Regions from separate parts of the Mus musculus genome. Here region 1 is linked to region 2. Evidence: chromatin contacts called from public HiChIP or PLAC-seq data. All regions are on one chromosome and are shown on one strand. The core of a region is the stretch at or near the end of the contact, and the rest is flanking DNA. Distances in the headings are between cores, read along the strand shown. Region 1 holds the start of Tmem88 (transmembrane protein 88). Region 2 holds the start of Rnf227 (ring finger protein 227).

Region 1 (3,087 bases), core at 107-2,606, 57 kb after region 2:
TAGCGGGAAGCGGTGTCATCCTGCCCCGGAAGATCCATTGTTTCCCACCCCGGCCTGGCAACACTCAGTTCCTTTAAGCTGGGGTCAGAGAACGGGCTCGGGTCCCCAAGGGGAGCTGGGTAGGCAGCCGAAACAAGGCCCTCTCTGCGCTATTAATGGGGAAGTGACTTTGGGGTCAGGGCCAGACAACTCTGGGGTCTGATCAGGAAGAATGGACTAATGCGATAAGGAAAAGGCAGGATGCTGAGAGATGCTCTCTGATTTGCCCATTTGTAGTCTTGAGGATTCGTTTCCTACTCCTGAGCCCAGTGCAGGAGCGATTGGATATGTGCCACCCCTGTATTCACAGAGTGCATTCATTTTATAATTTTTTTTTATTATTTGTGATGGCTTCTCTCTTATTTGTGTGAGCCCTGTCCCTCAGTCCTGTAAATTTTGGAGGAGCTGCACCAGCAAAGGAAGGCACAAGGTCCAGCTCTCTTATTTACAATAGGGAAGGGAAAGAAGATGTGCAGGGTCCAGCCCAAACGTTCAGGAATCAAATGTGAATGACGTTTCTGGGACATGGGAATTTTCGCCAGCTCTACGTCCACATTCAGCTGTTCCATCAAAGGGATGGTAGGATCCGGCTCAGGCCGCGGTAAGGAACCGGCTTGGGCAGTACACCCCTGGGCTTGTTTCAAGTCCTTGAGAGACCAGGAGGGCAATCGACAGGATTCTTGACTCTAAGCACCTCAGACCCAGACCTTTCCCGGTGTGGGAACAGACCGAGAACCTGGTGAGACTGGGATTTGCTTCGGCTGTGGGATGCGCCGGCGCCTGTAGAGGGCTCGGCTGTAGGGCACGAGGCAGTCGGCCAGGCGGAGGCGCAGGCAGAGGCGGCGGTAGGTAGCCAGGGCAAGGACAAGCAACGGCACGAGCAGTAGGAATCCAGTGACCAACAGGGCTGTGAAGCCTGGGTCCCGCAGATGCGAGGTGCAAAGGGGTGCCTGAGAGCGCAGAAACTGTGCGGATAAGAGACATCAGAATGGGCCACTCTGCCCAGGAGGAAACAGCCCAAGTGGGGATGCAGTGGCTCAGACACCCCCCCACCCCCGCCGCCCACACACCACTCACGCATACCCCTTGGTATGCTTACCTGGGAGTGGCAGAGAAAGCCGAAGCCTAACATGATGACAGCAGGTAGCAAGATGGTCCCCAGCACCAGTGCCAGCAAGAGGAGATTGAAAACAGCCACCAGCAGATTCTGAGCCGTTACTAGCACTGCACAGGCCCAGCAATCTAGGGGATCCCGAGGCTCTGGGCCGCCAGCGAGAACGGGGCGCTGGGCTCCGGGGACCTCCGCCATGGCCTGGTTGGTTCCCGCCCCACACGACTGCAGTCCTTATAGCCCTCTTTCCTGCCCCTCCCCCGGGGCAGTCTCTCTGCACCCCGCCCCCCACTACCTTATCCTGGAATGCGGCTCTGGGATTAGGCATCCCCATCCTAAGGGGCAGACTGTGGGTCTGGACATTCCACAGGCTCCTCTGAGGAGGGGCTCCCCACCTCCGGAGGCTGCATCGCCCTCCCCTTAGCTCCTCGACCCTTCAACTGATATGCTTCACAGCCATCATCAAAACACAAGGGTCTCTTTTTTTTTTTTCCTGCTTTTATTTTTAATAATATTCTCACACAAAAATCACCGAAAATAGGGTAGGAATGGGAAGCCCCCCTCTGCCCCTGGGGCAGAGAGACAGTGCAGTGCGAGGGGGCGGGACTGTAAACCCCCCCACCCCTCCGCAGCCCCAGCGGGGGGGAAAAAAACCGAACTAAGAAAATGAAAATAAAGCCCCAGAGAAAATCACCCCAGGGTGTCCCTGCCCCAGAGAGGCCCTGCCCTGGGATGTTTCACGCCTTAAAAAAGGTGTGTGTGTGTGTGTGTGTGTGTGTGTCCAATGTTTTTAAAATGGCCGAGGCTGGGGAGGACAGGGTTTCTTTTCCTCATAGTTCTTTAAAACTTTTTATTTTATTTATTTATTTTTTTTACAAAATACCATTTCAGTTCCCACTTCTTCCCCTACAGTACAGGAGTCGCTCACCCTCAGGTGGGGTCGGGGTTGGGTCGGGAGTGGGGGTACTGGTCCAAGAAAGTGCAGGACGTAGGGGAGGGGAGCAGGTTTGAGCACCATGAGAGCCCGGCTGGAGCCGCGGGCGGGCGGAGACAGACGGGCCAAGCCCGGACATACTGGGGCGCAGGGAAGGCCCAGGAGTGGGCCTCCCAAAGAGGCAGGAGGGATGGCTTGGGGATGTAAGAGGTCGGGTTTTCCCAAAAAAAGAGAAAAAAAAAATGAATAAATAGAGGTGAGTGGGACTGTTATAAATTAAAAACCAAAAAACAAAAAGAACAAAAATACGAATCATAACCAAGTGAATAAACAAGAGACATATACAGGGATCACAGCTAGCATTGGAAGTAAAAAAAAAAAAAAAAAAAAAAAAAAAAAGGAGGTCCAGGGGTAGGGGTAAAGCCCATAGAGAGAATCTCATTAAAAACCTCGGCTGCCGAACGTCTATGTACACAACGAGCCGCGAACGTCTGCGCCGGCGGGCGGCGGGCGGGCGCGCGGCGGGCAGGCTTGAGGGAACCCGTATGTGACCCCCGCCGCCGCCGGAGCCTGGTCCTTGTGTCTGTTGCTAGAAAGGCCAAAGTCGGTGAGGGGAGGCGCTGGTGGGCGAGAGGCTGCCAGCCCCCTCCCCGTCTCCCATTTTTTTTCCTTTTTTTTTCCTCGTATTTGTTAAAAAAAAAACATTTTTTTTTTCTTAATAAATTAAGTGAGGGGAGCTGCCAATAGGGTGGAAGGGCTGGGCCCGACCCCCTTCCCGGCCAGAGGCGGGACCTAGGTCCAGCCCAGGCGTGTGCTGGTGGCCCCGCCGCGCCCAGCGTGGGCGGGCGAGCGGGGCGTCCGGCCTCATCGAGACGTGCTGGCGGGAGCCTGCGGGGAGAAAGTGGGCAGCTTCAGTGGTGGGCGGATGGGGACCGGCCGCTCCCGCGCCCCCTCTGGAGCCCAGGCGCTCGCTCTCACCAGTGTGAAGGCATCGTAGGCCTGC
Region 2 (3,485 bases), core at 79-2,578:
AAACACAAGCTCTTTCCATCCTTACTATTATTACCCACACTTTGTAGATGAAGAAATCAAGGCCCAGAGAAATGAAGTAACTTGTCTGTGGGTGTCACAACTAGGATTTGTTCTTGAGCCAGCTGTGTCAAGACTGTGTTATTATCCTCCGCAACAGAGCCTGGGTTCGAGAGGCTGAGGAGGCAGCTTGGGTGTGGGTGCCACACCGTGAGGGAATGTGGGCTGTGAGTACCACGTCCTGTTTACCTGTGGGAGAAGTCAGACCCCTGAGTCAGAAGTCACGCAGAGCTGCTTCGTTTCCACCATCATGCTGTGTGGGTGTCCAAGTCTGGATACTCCGGAAGGAAAAGATTCCCAGCATTCCTAAGGCCATGCTCCTGGAATCTAGGTCCCTCCTTGTGCTGAGGTGTTAGCTGGACTCAAACTCTCAGAGGGGGTAGGGGGAGGAATTTGAGGGAGCCAGCCTTCCAAAGAACCCAAGAGGCCATGTATAAAAAGGAGAGGCGAGGGCAGAGTGAATTATGGCTGGGCACAATCCAAACATCCAGAAGACCAATTAAAACTGGGCAGAACCAACAGTAAACCTGGCATATGTTGCCTGTTTGTGAGGGGAAGGGCAGGAGGGGATTGTGAAAGAGTATGAACATGTGACAAATAGGCCAACAGGGCCATATAGACTTGTGCTAGTGACTGTGTGCAAGAGGAGACCTGGACACCTGCATCAGGTAGGTTTAAGTGACAGCGCTAGTGTTTTGCTGGGGGTGAGGAGTCCGCCATGGAGGCTGTGGGTGGAGCGTGCCCCCCTCTTCCCTCGGGTAATTCTGGCATTGTCCTGGGCATTCAGCCCGCTGCATCCCCACTCGCAAGTCCAGCCTCGCGCCTCTGCCGCCCCAACGCGTGCCTCGGAAGGGAGCGGCCCATCTGCGCGTGACGCCTCGAGGGCGGGGCCTCACTATTAAAAGGGGACAGAGGCGGCGGCGCGGGCCCCAGGCCCCTGCCCTGGCCCAAGGAGGGCTCATTCGTTCTGTATCCTAGCCGCCTAGAGATCGAAGCCCTCGGGCCACGGTGACCACGATGCAGCTCTTGATGAGAGTGCCCTCTCTTCCCGAGCTGGGTGAGCTGGACTGCAACATCTGTTTCCGACCCTACAACCTCGGGGCCCGTGCGCCCCGCCGCCTGCCTGGCACGGCGCGCGCCCGCTGCGGCCACACGCTGTGCACAGCTTGCCTGCGCGAGCTGGCAGCGCGGGGCGACGGCAGCCGCACGGCCGCGCGCGTGGTGCGCCTGCGCCGCGCTGTCACGTGCCCGTTCTGCCGCGCGCCTTCCCCGCTCCCGCGCGGCGGCGTCACGGAGATCGCGCTAGACCCTGTCTTGTGGTCACGGCTGGAGGAAAAAGCCCGGGCTGAGCGTGAAGGAGACCCGATGGGGAGCCCGGCCAAAGACAGCGGAGAGGATGGAGAGGACGACGACGGGGAAGCGGAGAGCGAGAAGGGGGCGGGACCTCCAAGTGCGGGTTGGCGCGCGCTTCGCCGAATTTTGGACAGGGTCCTGGCGCCGGCACGCCGCTTGCGGCGTCCGTTGCCTAGCAATGGTGAGGGGCGGCCTAGGGAGGATACTGGGTACATTGCACCGAAGAATGCTGGGTCAAGTTGCATCCTCCTGTTGCCACTAACCCTTCTTCTTTCCTCCAGTGCTCTACTGTCCAGAGGTCAAGGACATTGCCCACATGACCCGTTGTACGCTGTAACCAAGGAACCCCAGAGCTATGGCAGAAAGCAGGTGGGAGCAGCATCCTCAGGCGTGCTCTGACACAAAAGGTTGATGTCAAGACTACCTGGAAATCAAGGCTGATGCTGGAATTGGTACATGCGTGATGGAGATGGAGCTCAACAGAAAGGACCCTAGATGGTGTGGATTCTGAGCGGCGAAGGCTCCTAGACTGTGCCAGCATTATATTTTCAGGATGGAGTGGCCAAGGGATAATAGAAACAAAGCCTACCATAATGTAGGAAGAAAAAAAAAATAACAAAGCTTTGGCGTTTGTTCAGAGTCTGTGGTGTAAGCAAAGGATCCAATTTTAGCAGTGGTCTGTGGTTGACAATGTGTACTGTGGAAAAAAGGACAGGACAGGGGATAAGCTAATTTATATGTCATGTCAATCTCACTTATCTGGTTGTGTTTGCTGGCATGCCATCTTCCCACTCTTGTTACCGTGCTCCAGCAATTACTGAGTTGACTCCCTGCTTATGATTGGGAATCTTGCATATACAACCTCCCTTCAGCTGGATAGGGCAGGTATGAAAACATCCAAGGGGCATTTATTTACATGAGGCCTTATTAAAGGCTTATCAAAGATGGGTGAGCCATTTGATAAAGGAAGCAAAATTTAGGCCTTTGTTATCTTTACTGACTCTGTAGCAATACTGGGGAAAAGAAAAAAAAAGATGCTCACATAATTTTAATTTGTGTCCCATAATGGGACATTGTTTACTGTATGTAGTTAGTTCTATTCTAAAGTCCTGTAAATATCTTACTGTAGACTTAAAATCAAGACCAGCAGTGTTGGTTGGTCTCACAGCTTGCTAGAAATGCAGAATTTCAGGACCCCAGTCCACATTCCCCGGTAGTTTTAGAATCCCAGGTATGTGTATGTAAGTTAAGAATCACTGGTTTAGCTCTTAGTCACTCTGAGATGGCATCATCAGCTGTAGGTGGAACATTTAAAACACTAGTGACGCATTAAAGTGCCAAAGTGACATTCTTTTGAGAAAAATTTTTCTGAGCTACAAATGTGAATTTACAAGGCCTCAGTTTTCAGAGGTCTTCAAGATTTTGTTTTTAATGACAAATAATGTATGTAGTTCTAGGGTATAAACCTCCATTTGTAAAATGTTTTGTCTTTTTCCTGTCCTTCGGTTCCAGCTGAAATCTCCCCTTTTGGAGGCCAGCATGCATCTGTGGGAATGTGTATGTTTTCTCTATACGTGTTGCCAAAGGGAATGCTATGTTTATTTTCTGCTATTTTATGTTTTGAGTATTTCTAGAGTATAAATTTCAAGTGACTATCTCCAGAGCCGATAGCAGTGTTAATGTTATATGTATTCAAAAAAAAATGTTTGCTGAATTTATTTTGAATGTAATAGTCTCTAGAATAAAGTATCTGGGCTCATTCAATCTGTGAAAGACTGTTATTGAATAACGTTATTGACTAAGACGGAGTTCTGTCCAACAGTTCAGGGACACCACAGTCATCCCAGTTCTTTAAAACAAAATAAAACAAGGTGTCTGCTCCACAGTGGAGCTGTGGTGCTGTGGTGACCTCTGCTGACTCTGGGGAGGTGGCTTTCAGTGTCAGGCAGGCGGCTCCCTCTGCTCTTGGCACCTGCCTTTGGGACCTCAAGGATCCTACCACTCACCAGCTCTGTGCTGAGCTCATCCTGTGCTTAATACTGGAAAAAGGTCTTATTCTGGTGAATGATTCAAGA

Evidence for each region. HiChIP or PLAC-seq counts read pairs in DNA pulled down with a chosen protein or histone mark.
Region 1: an HNF4G HiChIP or PLAC-seq map of pancreatic cancer cells shows a contact between it and region 2. The contact joins the promoter of Tmem88 here to the promoter of Rnf227 in region 2. A contact is called at or near these places in 16 of 39 promoter capture datasets (the HPC-7 cell line, HPC-7-derived erythroid cells, Sertoli cells and 11 more), 2 of 15 datasets of contacts at CTCF or cohesin (the NIH/3T3 cell line and pro-B cells), 61 of 484 Hi-C or Micro-C datasets (the AML12 cell line, B cells, the Ba/F3 cell line and 41 more), 21 of 115 datasets of contacts at active chromatin or transcription factors (CD8 T cells, DN3 thymocytes, the SCID.adh cell line and 14 more) and 3 of 9 other capture datasets (adipose tissue, liver and pancreatic islet).

The regions. Positions count from the first base shown.
Region 1 is chr11:69,396,878-69,399,964 of GRCm38.p6, forward strand. Tmem88 (transmembrane protein 88) reads right to left here and starts at 1,357. Exons shown (of 2, transcript NM_025915.4): 1 at 1,139-1,357; 2 at 1-1,004. The coding sequence starts at 1,348. The coding sequence ends at 735. Kdm6b (KDM1 lysine (K)-specific demethylase 6B) reads right to left here. Exons shown (of 24, transcript NM_001017426.2): 23 at 3,063-3,087; 24 at 1,631-2,972. The coding sequence ends at 2,949.
Region 2 is chr11:69,339,468-69,342,952 of GRCm38.p6, forward strand. Rnf227 (ring finger protein 227) reads left to right here and starts at 1,329. Exons shown (of 2, transcript NR_027827.2): 1 at 1,329-1,591; 2 at 1,692-3,174.